Regions from separate parts of the Macaca mulatta genome. Here region 2 is linked to region 1. Evidence: chromatin contacts called from public Hi-C data. All regions are on one chromosome and are shown on one strand. Each heading gives the region's core, a stretch centred on a gene start, on an enhancer-like site or on the middle of the called end of the contact. The rest is flanking DNA. Distances are from core to core; before and after follow the strand shown.

The links. Hi-C and Micro-C count contacts between places; a contact is called where the count stands out from the background.
Region 2: a Hi-C map of CD4 T cells shows a contact between it and region 1, with 2.5 times the contacts expected there. The contact joins the promoter of UROS here to the promoter of EDRF1 in region 1. A contact is called at or near these places in 2 of 14 Hi-C or Micro-C datasets (CD4 T cells and blood).

The regions. Positions count from the first base shown.
Region 1 is chr9:137,767,227-137,774,543 of T2T-MMU8v2.0, forward strand. EDRF1 (erythroid differentiation regulatory factor 1) reads left to right here and starts at 1,766. Exons shown (of 24, transcript XM_015148437.3): 1 at 1,766-1,980; 2 at 3,279-3,487; 3 at 5,130-5,196; 4 at 6,163-6,288. The coding sequence starts at 1,873. It overlaps LOC144331367 (a long non-coding RNA gene), which reads right to left and starts at 1,605. Exons shown (of 3, transcript XR_013398452.1): 1 at 1,487-1,605.
Region 2 is chr9:137,874,728-137,881,839 of T2T-MMU8v2.0, forward strand. It overlaps UROS (uroporphyrinogen III synthase), which reads right to left and starts at 3,540. Exons shown (of 10, transcript NM_001266782.1): 1 at 3,527-3,540. It overlaps BCCIP (BRCA2 and CDKN1A interacting protein), which reads left to right and starts at 4,080. Exons shown (of 7, transcript NM_001265671.1): 1 at 4,080-4,247. The coding sequence starts at 4,083.

The sequences.
Region 1 (7,317 bases), core at 516-3,015:
TCTTTTTCTGTGCTGAGTTCCTGGTTCTGTTTCATACTTTGTCTTTTCACGGGCTATTTCAGCACGTTTTCCCACTAAGCATCATCAACACGTGTCTAGGCACTCACTTCTCAAGAAGCATGCAAAATATTTGAATCCTGAGAAAAGAATCACTGCTATTTCTTTCTTACAAAGATAGAATTACACAATAAAACAACAGAATTTAAAGATTACCACAAGCTGAATTATGTATGTGTGTAAAAGCTTAACAAAATTACATATTATAATAATCACAAATAAAAATAGGAAAAGAAAATATTAAAGAATAAATTTAAATCACTTCATTTCACGACTCAGATCTGTTTTTGTGGACACAGACACAGAAATGGAGACTTTTTAAAATTAAGATCATATTGCACATTGGCTTTTTTTTTGAGACGGAGTCTTGCTGTGTCGCCCAGGCTGGAGTGCAGTGGTGCAATCTCAGCTCACTGCAAGCTCCGCCTCCTGGGTTCAAGCCTCCCTGCCTCAGCCTCCCTAGTAGCTGGGATTACAGGCGCCCACCACCACACCTGGCTAATTTTTGTATTTTTAGTAGAGATGGGTTTTCACCCTGTTGGTCAGGCGGTCTCGATCTGACCTCGGGTGATCTGCCCACCTCGGCCTCCCAAAGTGCAGGGATTACAGCCGTGAGTCACCGCGCCTGGCTTGTTACATTTAATTCATAAAATTGTTTTGTTACATTTGAAAGCAATTTGTGAGTTGAATGCTTGCTCATCAGGAGCATTCCTGAAAACGGACAGGACAGTGAGTTATCACAGCCAAATGTGAATTACAAATTGAGATAGCCAAACTGCAGGAACCAAGTTAATTTTTAAAAACACTTTCTGCATCCTACGGCACAACAAAACACTTTTACTACAAAACATGTATGATGGATGTGGCTGCGTTTGACAGTTTGAGATGACATTGAAGAGTGGGAAAGTAAGAGAGCCTGGACCTTCAAAGCTTGCAAACGGCCCGGGCTATTTCTCCACCTCCTGGCTACTCCAAGGAACCTCCTGGTAACCTGTGAGAAACGCCAAGTCTCAGGCCCACCCAGAGCGCCCGAATGAAAACATACGCGTTATGAGGCCCCAGGTGCAGCGTCTCAGGGATCCTGCACAGCCTGGGACGCCCCGCAAGCAGCGGGCATGCCGGGCCCCCAGGAGCCTCCGAAAGCCACCCATTCCCTAAACCGGGAGCCTCGTCCGCGCGTCCCAGCGTCCTCCCCGGAAGCCCCGCCGCTCCCACACCCAGGATGGAGCCACACGGGCACTAAGAGGCGGGCAGGGGCGCCCAGTCTTGAGATGGCAGGCTCGCTTTTCCAGTCCGGGCCCTCGGGGTGCCCGTGTGAAAAGAGGTGACACTGAAGCCTGGGGAAGAAGTGCGAAGCCCTCACTAATTCACGTAACCGGAGCCAACGGTAGCGCAGTGGGCTGCACGTCCCCTCCCACGCGCAGATTACCTGCAAGCGCGCACCACCCCCAGAACTGTTTGCCAACAAAGACGTGCAGGGGGCGGAGCCTGAGCGTCAGATCCCGCGAGCGGCGTGCAGGGGGCGGAACCTAGGAGTCAGATACCGCGAGAAGCAGTCTCCCGAAGAGGTTCGGACAAGCGCAGGCGCACTACAATTCCCGCCCTGGCCGCGAAGGTGGGACCCGCAGCGGGAGGCGGGGCCGGGCCTATGGGACAAAGATCGCGAGATTTAATGTGGAGTCACAGCTACTTCTTCCTGGCAGAGACCGGAAGTGCGGTCCGCGGAGTGTGTCTGGCGCTTGCCCTGTTTTGGGCCCGGGTGGCTGTTGCCGCTGCTCCGCTCCCCCTTCGTCTCGCCTGACTTGGATCGAAGTGATGGGGGATCCCAAGGAGGCCGGAGCAGAGGGTCCGCCGGCGGGGGCCGCCTCTCGAGGAGGACTCAGCCTCCTGTCCCAGGGAGAATCCGAGGAACCTTCTGCACAGGTGAGTCCTCCGAGGAGTGGCACCTGCCAGGGATGCGGGAGCCGAGGATCCGCTCCACCGGGGAGGGATGCCACGGTTCCCGGCAGATTCTGGAGGCTTCTCCATGTTTCCCTGACACCCCCAAAACAGGGAGTGGAAGTCCGTGTTCCTTTCGGCAGGTATTCGTATTAAAAGCAGTCCTGGTAGCCGACAGGTGAGTTAGATACGATCTCTGCTCTCAAGGAGGGTTCTTGTAAATATGTCGTTCCAAAACGTGGCACAGTCGTGCAAAGCAGGAGGGAAGAAACGGTGCCAGGCAGTGACTCGCCGAGAATGAGACCGAACTAATTCACAAAAGGTGTAAAATGTTTGCCAGGCAGAAAAGGGACTGCGTGAAAGGTTAGAATATTGAACCCAGACACTGAACTTGCTTTGGGAGTGTGCAGGTGCAGGTTGTGAGGAACGAACCCCCCATGCCTTGCTATGAAGTTAGAGACTCAAGACTATTTGAACCATGCATACATGCATGAACCGATGCATCAATTACTAAATATTTGCATTAAAACAAAAAAAGGCCCAAATATTCTACCACACTACTTTATGAATGATGTGTTATTAAAATTAAAATACATCTTTGGTCCGGCGCGGTGGCTCACGCCTGTAATCTCAGCACTTTGGAAGGCCGAGGTGGGTGGATCACCTGAGGTCGGGGAGTTGGAGACCAGCCTGGCCAACATGGCAAAACCCCGTCTCTACTAAAAATACAAAAATTAGCCGGGCGTGGTAGTGCAAGCTTGTAATTCCAGCTACTAGGGACGCTGAGGCAGGAGAATGGCTTAAGCCCAGGTTGCCCAGGTTGCAGTGAGCCATGATTGCTCCGCTGCACTCCAGCCTGGGCAACAAAGCGAGACTACTTCTCAAAAATTAAAAAAAAAAAAAAAGAATTAAAATACATCTTCGATACTGAAAATAGACTTTATTGAAGTTTGCATTTAGTTAACATGTTACCATTGAGTCTCCTTGGTTTCTGCTTCTCCACATTATATGAATAAATTTTAAAAGGTAGAGTAGGTGGTCCATTTTCTAGCTGATAACCATGACCATCATACTCCTTGACTCATCTTTTTTCTTTGAAGTTGGTGTAAAAGAACTAAATAAATGTTAGCGTTTATGCTCAAATTTATTAAGTGCTGTTAGTAACATGTGGCATCCGTTCCTTGTGAAGCCTGGTGTGACAGGTCCTTGTTTTCTTTTTTATGAAGGTGAGATTTTTCGTTCCTAGTAATTTTCATTAAAGTTTCACCCAATGTGTTAATTAGGGATCAGCTTTATTTCTTGGAGGCAATGAAGTGAAGAGCCGAGCTGTGGTGAAATACTCTTCTGCCCCTCCTCGAACAGCATTTGCACGCCTTGAAGAGAAAACAGACTTGAAACTCCCACCTGCCAACTGGTTACGAGAGAGTGCCAAACTAGGGCCGGCAGGAACTACCATTCTTGGCAACAGCAAGAAAAGCAAGCCATTTTCAAGGTAAATATTAATCAGTGGCATTTTTACCTGCCCCTCCACCCTCACTTAAAACTCTTATTTGCTTTTAAATTCAGTTTGTAATGCCCATTAACTTGTCGAGATTTCTCTTTAGAGAAAGATCACATTTGATTTTCAAAGGCTTTTTATTCTGATAATAGATGATGTTACAATATGAAGATGTACATACAATATCAATTGCATATGCTTCTTTCAAGTCTGCATCACGTTATTAGCAAAGATGAGTTTTGACCGCCAAAGTTCAATCAGCCCTTTTATTTTAGCCAATTTGCATACCTTTTGAATATATGAATATAAAGGATCAGCTTGGTGCATGAGGAGGAAGACCTTGAACATTACTTCATCTTTCCTGTGGAGTTTTTCATTAAATGGTGGCAGGTTGATCTGGAAAAGCCAGATTTAAAAACCCAGCATGTTGGGTGACCTACACCTTAACTTTGGCACCAGAAATTCTGCTGATGGTATTTAAAGTTGAGAGAGTAGCCTGAGGTCCTATAGAGAAAAATGTACTAATGTCCATATTGTAGGCCATTTAATGTGTGGGGTTCTCTTTTCTTCTTCCCCCTTCTCAGCCACTCAATCTAAAATATTTCCATGTAACTTGTAGCAAGGGGCACAAATACACTAATACTTTATGAGCTGGTAGTTTGGAAATTATCCTAAAGCCTCAGAAAATAAAAGTTATATTTGCAAAAATACGTTTGTGTGTAGCATCATTTATAGGAGCAAAAAGTTGGGAATATCCCAGATATCATTTTTTAAAAGAATGGCTTAATTATGATTTGTCAACATAATTAAATGTTGCGAGGAAATTTGAATAATTATATTAACTCTATACAAATGCCGTGCCAAGTATTTTATATGCTTATTTAATTCTCACAACAACTCTTTGAGATAGGCACTGTTAATTATTTTGCATCTGAGAAAACGGAAGCTGAGAAGGGTGAAATAATTTGACTCAAGCATACAGTAAATCACAAAGCATGCTTTGCCATTAGGCAGTCCTTGGTAAGTGTCCTGACTCTGCCTTTTAGTAATTGGAACATGGCGATGTTGGGTACCTTTCAGGCTTATAGACTATAGATGTGCCTCAGGTGGTACGTGGCATCAGTTGGCTGCTCAATTAACAGTTTTTTTCCATTTCCTTTTGTGGCTGAATTGGTGTCAGGTGCATTTTTTTCATGTATATTTTTTAAAAGAGGTATTGTATATCACTAGAAACACAATCTCAGAAAGTAAAATCCTAGTACATGTTTCTGTTTTTCTTATCTCTCCACCTAAAAAGAATAAAGTTTTGAACTATTTTCCCTTGGAGACTTTGGGTTTTGTGATTACAAAAATAAAATAATTGTTTTTATTTGAAATATTTCCTACTGGATGCTTCTAATGATTATTACCATGTCTTATCAAATCTAAGATGCCATTGACTCTCAGACACAGCATGATTTTAGTGCCACTAAGAAGAAAAAACTTGCCAGCTGTGATGGTGATACGCATCCTGGTTTCAGAGTTGTTAAAATGTGGAAAATGTGTATCCTAGAAGCAATGAAGTATTGTTATTAAATTCTACTTGCATGATTATGAGCATGACCTTATAACCGGTGTCCTTTTATCTCTTTGGTAGCTTTGGCATGGCATACGACTTTATTGATTCAGTGGGAAATGATGTGGATGTTGTCTCTGACTCTGAAGTAAGTGTAATTTTGGGGGTGTTTTGTGATAGGTGTTTTATACCATGCTGTGTTTTGCATGATATAAATTTGCAAGTCTTGAGAAATTAGTGATGAAATAAGACAAAACTTATCTGATTATTGAATATCTTTTTTGTTATTAAAGTATCATTGTTTACCACATTTTTATTTAAAGAGGAAGGAATAATCCCCAAACACTGGCAGTGGTAATAATACTGATGGTTATATTTTAATGATAGTAATTGAAACTGATTATAGTGTTTGGGATTATTCTGTATATGTTACCAATTGAGTTACAAATGATATTTCTAGTAAAATCTATTGATCGTTATTGGCTTTGATCTGATATGCTAGAAGCCTGGGTCAGCATAACAGTGTGACGTATCCACCCTTAACTTTAAGAAATCCTATCATGTAAAAATAAATGTTTGGGCAGGGCACAGTGGCTCAAGCCTGTAATCCCAGCACTTTGGGAGGCCGAGACAGGCGGATCACGAGGTCAGGAGATCGAGACCATCCTGGCTAACACGGTGAAACCCCGTCTCTACTAAAAAATACAAAATAACTAGTCGGGCGAGGTGGCAGGGCGCCTGTAGTCCCAGCTACTTGGGAGGCTGAGGCAGGAGAATGGCGTAAACCCAGGAGGCGGAGCTTGCCGTGAGCCCAGATCGCGCCACTGCACTCCAGCCTGTGCGACAGAGCGAGACTCCATCTCAAAAAAAAAAATTTAAAAATAAATGTTCGACTGTCACTGACATAGTGTGACTCATAAAGTCTACGTGATTCTGGTTTGAACACTCCATCCTCTGTGTGTTTGCGTGTAGCTCTTGGTTTAAAGTTCTGTTTGTATAACCTTAAGGAAATAAGATTTATTATGCTTTAAAATGAATGAAGCTAAAATTTAAAAGATTGCAAATCACACTAAAACAGTCTTTCTCAACTATTTTTTTCTCTTAATTTTTTAAGAACATAAAAAAACTCCTGAAAATTCCCTACAGCAAGTCGCACGTGAGCATGGCAGTACACCGCATAGGAAGGACTCTCTTACTAGATGAGCTAGATATTCAAGAACTCTTTATGAGATCATCTCAGGTAATGCTTTTGTGAAAAAATCCAGCAAAACATTAACAGCTTAAGAGCACTAGAAATATGATTTTGTTTCAGAGAATGGCCAAAGTGGAAATGTAGTTGAGTACTTCAACAATCGAGAAACTGAAAGTTTTGCTGAAGATAGAAAAGCTTGAATGAAGAAAAAAGAAGAGAATGAGAATGGTGAAGAAAATTATTTTATTGATTCCAATAGCCAGATTCTTTCTTACAAGAAAACAGATGAAGCCAATGAAGAAAGTTGTGAAAAATCTGTGAAATTTAAGGGACTAGTTTAATATTTTTAAAAATCCTTTAATGTCTCCCTTAAGCAGATTCTCATGAAACATGGCTACTGGAAAATGTGAAAAATATTAGAAGCTGTTCCTCTGAATAAATACAGTCATGTACCCATAATAACGTTTCAGTCAGCGATGGACTGCATATACCGGTGGTCCCATAAGATTATAATATACTGTATTTTTACTGTATTTGCAATGTTTAGATACACAAATACTTACCACTGTGTTACCATTGCCTGTGATATTCAGTACAGTCACATGTACAGATTTGTAGCCTGGGAACAATAGGCTATACCATATGACCTAGGCCGGAGTAGGCTATATCCCCATTGTTAAATGACACATGGCTGTAGTTATTAGAATTAATTGATGCTCTTTAGCTTAGATTCTCAAATTGTATGTTGGTAAGGACTGTTTTTCCCACATGTTGAGAATGGATACTTTTGAAAAACATAACATTGTTGCAGTTTCTCAAGGATTACCCTCCATATCTGTACTTTTCTTGGGCTGGCAAGAAATAGTTCATAGTCAATCTTTAAAGAATATTCCTACAGTGCTTTGATAAAGAAAATTAAGCTATGGTGATTTAAATGACATTTAAAATAAGTGTTTTTTTCCTTTGAAAAGACCACAGTTTAGTTCATCATGTGAGTATGAGCCTAGGCACTGGGATGTGACAGTGAACAAATCACAGGCCTTGCTCCTTAGCAGTTCATTGTTTGGGGTTATAAAC
Region 2 (7,112 bases), core at 2,290-4,789, 110 kb after region 1:
TTGCTAACCAACCCCCAGAACAATTCCTCTTGGCCATTCTTGACTGTGCTCTCTGCCAGCTGATTTCTTAGCTCACTCTGGTGGGTGGCTCATGGGAGTGGGAAGGACCTTAGGGTCTGTATCAAGCAGATCAGAGGCACTATATGGCCCTCCTTCATAGGAGGCTTGTGAGACTGGTGAGGCTAGGGCCTAAAAACCGTGGAATGTCTGGGGTTTCCTCTGCCTTTTTTCCAATGAAAATAACAAAACCTCTTATTTCCCATTGAGGGGGAAAAAGGCGGGAGAAGCCCCGGCAGGACTGAAGCTGCTCCTGAAGCTTCCAAGATGAGATTCACCTTGGGACTGGTAAAAAGAGGGCTCGACCTAACTCTAGATTTACAGTCTAATGCTTGCTCTGCCATTTTACCCTCATATTTATGTTCATCAATCACGGATGAAAAAGAAAAAAAAAAAAAACTGACTGGAATAAGGGCACTTTACTGGTAAGAAAGAACCAAATCTCAAACCCATACTATGTTATGGTGTTCTGAGTATCAGCAATAACAACAGCCACCCTTTCATTGAGCATTTACTCATGTTAATTACTGGGTGTATTAATCAGAGTCCTTCAGAGAAACAGAACCAATGGCATATATTTATATCTAGAAAGGTATTTTTTATAAGGTGTCAGCTCATGCAGTTATGGAGGCTGAGAAGTCCCACGATCTGCTGTCTGCAAGCTGGAGACTTGTAAGCAGGAAGGCTGGTGGTGTAGCCTGAAGGCCTGAGAGCCAAGGGTGTAGGTTCCAGCCTGAGTCTGAAGGCCTCAGCACCAGCAGCACCAAGGGCAGAAGATATCCCAGATTAAGCAGTCAAGCGGAGACAGGATGCATTCTTCCTTTCCTGACTTTTTGTTCTATTTAGGCCCTCAACAGACCGGATGCTGCCCACCCACTTTGGGGAGGGCAATGCACTTTACTCAGTCTATCCATTCAAATGCTCCTCTTCTTACAACATCTTCACAGACACACCAAGAAATAATGTTTAACCAGATATCTGGGCATCCATGATCCAGGCAAGATGACACATAAAAGTAACTATCACACTGGGCTAAGCATTTTATATGCAAGATTGCAATCCTCACTTAAACCTGCAATGTAGGTGATATTAGCCTTCTTTGCAGGAGGTGAAACCAAGTCCCTGAGAGGTCTGAGTAACTTGTCCCAGGTCACACAGCACAGTAAGTGGCAGAGAGGGAATTTGGATCCTGGTCTGAAGCCCATGCTCAGTCTCCTAACCACTTGCTATCATCCCTCTGCCTCATTAAGATAAATTCTGAGCTAAAGATGAACACTGAACGAGTGGTAAGCAATCTAGTACCTGCTGAGTTCAGCTCCCCGGAGTCTCAGTACTGTATTTACTTTCACATTCACTATTCTTAAGTCACACTCTGACCATGAGCTCAACTTTGGGAACTAATCTGAGGGCATAAAGTAAGGTTTTTTCCCCTACTTGTCTTACAAAAGTGATCCATGTTTACTGTGAAAGATTTGCAAACTACAGAAAAGTATAGTTCCTCAAACAATTAAACACAGAATTACCATATGATCTAGCAATTCCACTCCTACATATACACCCCAAAGAACTGAAAGCAGGGACTCCGACAGGTATCTGATACTCATGTTTATAGCAACATTGTTTACAATAGCTAAAATGTAGAAGTAACCAAAGTGTTTACTGGCAGATAAGTGGATAAACAAAATGTGGTCTCTACATGCAATGGAAGATTATTCAGCCTTAACAAGGAAGGAAATCCTAATGCATGCTACAGCATGGGATTAACTTTGAAGACATCATGCTACATGAAATAGTCACAAAAGGAAGAATACTGTATTACCCCACTTACATGAGGCTTCTAGAATAGTCAAATTAATAAAGATGGAAAGTAGAAATGTCATGGAGGGAGAAGAAGGGAGTTGTTTAATCGGTACAGAGTTTCAATTTTGCAAGATGAAGAGTTCTGTCAATGGATGGTGGTGGTGATGGTTACACAATGTGAATGCACTTAATGCCACTGAACTGAATATCTAAAAATAGGATGGTAAAATGTATGTTATGTCTCTTTTACCACCATTAAAAAAGGATAAATAAACAGGAAAAAAAAATGGCCATGATATTTCAGTGCAACTCTATTGATATGTTCACATGGTCTTTCTGAGTCTTTTTTCTAATCGTAGCCTTTTGATAGGTCTTTTTTGACAGCTTCCTCTCTTCTCCATTACAGGAACATGTTTTTGCAGTTGTGCGACCCAAATGGGCCATTTCAAGCTGCCCCATCGGATGTGGAGCGCTGATGTGTAAGTATTACTTTAATACCCATGACATGGCCGGGTAGACAAGACTCCCAGGAAAGACAGAACTCACAGAACACGATTATGGGGAATCTGGGCTCCTGGGGACCTTCAGGGCCTCCCATCTCCTACTGACGAAGGATCACTGATTTATCAGATGTTACCCTGCTTAAACAGAAGCAGCCTATTAGGGCAGCTCACTCCATTCCTAGAATCAAACATACCCAACCCACTCCCCTTATTTTACAGAGAAAAATCAGTGGAGAACGGTAGATCTTATTCCTAGAAAGCTGATGAGCCCCGTTTCTCTTGCAATGGAAAGACCTGGCTGCCCTGGGCCACATCCCCACCTGCCACAGGGGTTGGCAGCAGAGGCGCGCGCGCTCTGCAGTTGGCCACAGTCCCCTCCACTCTTCTCTCAAAATAGGCTCGGGTCTTTAACCTAGACTACCCCCACTGGCCCCGAAGCTCTTCTTTTATCTTTGAGATGGAGTCTCCCTCTGTCGCCCACGCTGGGGTGTGGAGTGCAGTGGCGCGATCTGGGCTCACTGCAACCTCCGTCTCCTGGGTTCATGTCCGTCTCCTGGGTTCATGCGATTCTCCTGCCTCAGCCTCTTGAGTAGCTGGGACTACAGGCGCGCGCCACCACACCTGGTTGGTTTTTGTATTTTTAGTGGAGACGGGGTTTCGCCATGTTGGGCAGGCTGGTCTCGAACTCCTGATCTCAAGTGATCCACCCCTCTTGGTCTCCCAAAGTGCTGGGATTACAGGTGTCTGCCACCACGCCCGGCTAATTTTCGTATTTTTAGTAGAGTTGAAGTTTCACCCTGTTGGCCAGGCTGGTCTCGAACTCCTGACCTCTGGTGATCCACCTGCCTCGACCTCCCTAAGTGCTGGGATTACAAGCATGAGCCACCGCGCCCGCCCTCCCCGAAGCATTTTTAATTGCGGTGCCGGCTTTAAAAAAACTTTTAGGTCAAGAAACGCGCTCCAGAAGCGCGGCGAGGGTACGTTGGCCAGGCGCCTTCCGTCACCTGCGCAGCCGTAAGGGCCGCGGACCTCCCCGCCTGGGCAGGAGGTGTCCGCAGAGGCCTCGGCGCCCTGGCCCCGCTGTGTAATACACTGCCCGGGGCTGGGCCCCTGCATGCCCGCGGGCCTCGGCGTCTGTACCCGGTACCGCGGGCGGCGACACCTACCTCGCGGGGCTGGGGAGGCTCGAATGGGCTAAGAGACGGGACCGTGCCCAGCACCGGGCCTGGCACACAGCGGGCACCCAGTCTGGGGGCGGTGTCGCGCAGTCCCAGCGAAGAGGCTGCTGAGGCTGCAGGAGCAATGACAACAGGGGGTGCCACCCCCTGCCCGCGCAGCCTAAGGGGCCGCGGCGGGCCGGACCCCGCACCTCAGCCCCGGGATGCGGGGGCGGCCGCGCGCACAGCTAGGCGCTCGCGCATGCGCACCGACATCCAGGCCACGGATCGAGGACAGAGGTTAGATGGGTTGAACCATTACGGGAAGGGGAGGGGAAGCTTTGGGAGGAGTGAGGGAGGGTGGAAAGAGGAAGAAAAAAGCAAGATAGGACCGCAAGCTGGACGTAACTGGAAGGGATCATGACTGCGGAATCCAGCAGGGGCATTGGAGTTGTTGTGCACTCAGCTCCGAGCTTCTTCGTAGTCCCTCACCCCCGTGGCTACTATGGACTGATCCGGAAGGTCAGGCAGGGGGAAGCTGCGCAGGCGCAGTGTGAGCGGTAACATGGCGTCCAGGCCTAAGCGGCGGGCCGTGGAAAGTGGGGTTCCGCAGCCGCCGGACCCCCTAGTCCAGCGCGACGAAGAAGAGGAAGATGAAGTCGAGGATGAGGACGAAGACGATGACGACAGTGACGAGGAAGAGGATGAAGAGGACGACGTCATTGACGAGGTGGGAAGGACACGCTTCCCTAGTTGGTTTATACCTGAGAAAAACTTTCTGGCAAGCCCAGGCTGTGTAAAAATAGCGTAGTGACTTCCCTAACCCTGAGGGTCTGTGAGGAAAAGCTGGAGATAAGTTCTTTCTCAGGTTTCTCCTCGGTCTTTCACACACTGCAGCCACAGTGGTTATTTTTGAAAGGCCGACTCCGGTCCGGTTAACCTCGCAACCCGCGGCCCCCCGAAAAAGCCCGCCGCAACAGGTGTGTTCTCGCCCTCTTTAGTTCTCAGGCTGAAGCCTCAAATCCTGAATCGGCCACCGCGGGCCCGCAGAAGGGGCCCTCTCCCCGCAGGGCAGCAGCTGACCTCTTCATTCTGCGGGCGGCACTCACGTGGGCCCTCGGTTTCTTGAAGGCTCCTGCCGGGTTCTACCGTAGCAGCTTTTTCAGACGCTCTTCTTCATCCTGCAGAGTTTTCCCTTCTTCAGATCTCAGCTAGGCTGTATTTTCTGGCTCCTGGGGCAGCTGACCCAAATCGTAGGTAAATCTTTGGCTTCATAGTCTTATAGAACTGGGTTCTTTTCTTCAGAATAGGTCCTATAGTGCCTGGAAATATAGGTACTTATTATTTGTTTAATAAATAATTAGGACTGAATGGTCCTTCAGACCACTGAATGTGTAAATAGATACCTCAACCTTAACTTGTCCAAAGCAGATTTGTATAATAATTCATGCCCCTCTCTTAACCGTCACCGTTTCTGTAAATGGCCCCTAAAATCACCAGCTGCTCTAACCCAAAACTTTAATTCCTTAACTTTAATTCCTCCCTTTCCTCATCCTATATTCAGTCCATCAGTAAATCCTGTTATCCAGACATTTCTCAGCACTGATTATGAGACCATCGTAGTCCACACCTCCATTATCTCTTGCCTGGACTACTATTTAATATAACAGCTTTTAACCGGCGTGCTTTTCTCCATTCTTGTTTCCCTACAATCAGTCTATACTCCATCTACAGTCAGAGAGATCTTGTGGGTCTGATCTCACGCCTCTGCTCAGAGTGCTCCATTGGCTTTCTAGTTCATTTATAAGAAAATCCAGAATCCTTACGTTTGAGGGACAGAAAGGCAGCCTGGATGGCTGGATCAGAATAAGGAAGAGAGAGTGATAGGAAATAAAATCAGCGGTAACCATGAGTCAGTCATGAAGAGCATGGAGGGGAGGATACAGAGAAGCATGGATGCAGGATTAGAGTTGACACCATGACGTGTGCAGGTGATCAGTCTTTCCTTACAGATCTTTACTTTGGCTCTGTGCCTTGAATGCCATCTCACCATTTTTCACTTAGAACTTTAACTAGCTATTTTATTACTTTTGGGTTATAGAAATCAGTGCTTCTTGTGTTAACATGGGAAATCTATCAGACCACCACAGTCTTAATTCTAAATCACTTGGGAATGAGGGACAGGGCTCTTTTCTACAAACATGACTGTTCCTGCTGAAACCATGTGGAGATGAGCCCATACCCAGGAAAAGGGTGCTGGACATATACTCCATTTGCTGCCCATTTCCCTGGTGGTGCCATCATAGTCTGGGACAGAGGTCGAAAACATCTATCTAGGCAAAAAAAAGCAAAAAAACAAAAAAACACTAGATGAGCATCATTTACAGAATGTATTTATGTCTAAGGAATAAGTTTAAGTCCTGAATAATGACAATTTGTTATTTGGTTTAGTTTGATCCTGTTTGAAACACTCCCACCTGACCCCTTGTTTTGCTGCTCACATAATCTGGCTGAGTTAGCATTTGAAGTCTGCAAAGCTGGACTTAAAAGAGTTCAAATTGGAGCTGGAATTGCTTCAAAATTCCAGGGCCTTGCACATTTAACAATTAAGGAAGCCTTAGATATATATGTAGTTAGGGTGGCAAGGTAAAAGGGGGTCTGATTTCCTCTATGATGTCCTTCAGCTAAGATCTAAATTCCCAAACCATTAAAACCTGAAGTGCCTCAAAATATATTATTTCATCAGAGCCCCAAGTTCATTGTGTCACTTATCAAGGTATGATTTAGGGTCCTCAAGGACTGATCTTGTTAGTGTTTAAAAGGAAGGAGGTTTTGTTTTTGGCATTTTAGTGCCATCTTCTAGATTCTGTTGTCTTGCAGATAGAGATCTGGGAGCCCAGCTACACATTCATTCTTCTAGTCCCTTGTACTCATCGTGTCTCCTTCTGCCTTAGGGCCTTAGTTTGTTCCGTTCCCTGTACCAGGAACTCTCTTTGCCGTTTTTTGGTTCCTTGCTCAAGTGTCACTTCTTTAAGGAAGCCTTTCCTGACTGACTTCTTATTTTTTAAGTTGTTACAGCACTGTGTACCTTTGTTTTATAGCACTTACATTTATTTCTATAAATATTTCCTTAATGTCTGTATTCCTCCCTAAATCGTAAGCTGCACGAGAGCAGGATCATTTGTGTCTGCCTTACTAACCTTTTCATCTTGAGTGCCTGGCACAGTGCTTGGTACCTGGATTGGTACTTAATAAGTATTTGCTAAGCAAATGACGTGTAACCTCAAATCCATGGGCTAAGTCAAGCTCTAGACAATTCCAGGGACTTTTGAAGTGATTTTGATTTTTGCGCACCCTTTTTGCAATCAGGAAAATAATTTCTCCTTTGTGGCTGCTGTGTCTGGTTTATTTGAACCGGATTTTCTCAACATTTAAACTAGGTTATTCTGAGTGTTTTGTTTTCTCAGGCTTTTGTGTCACATGAAGAAAGAGTGTGAAGGTGCTTTGTATTCTCTACAGATGGCAATCTTGTCAATGTTTGCCTATTTTAAAGTCTAGATGTTTGTAGTTTTTCTGGTAACAACTATTTTGTGTG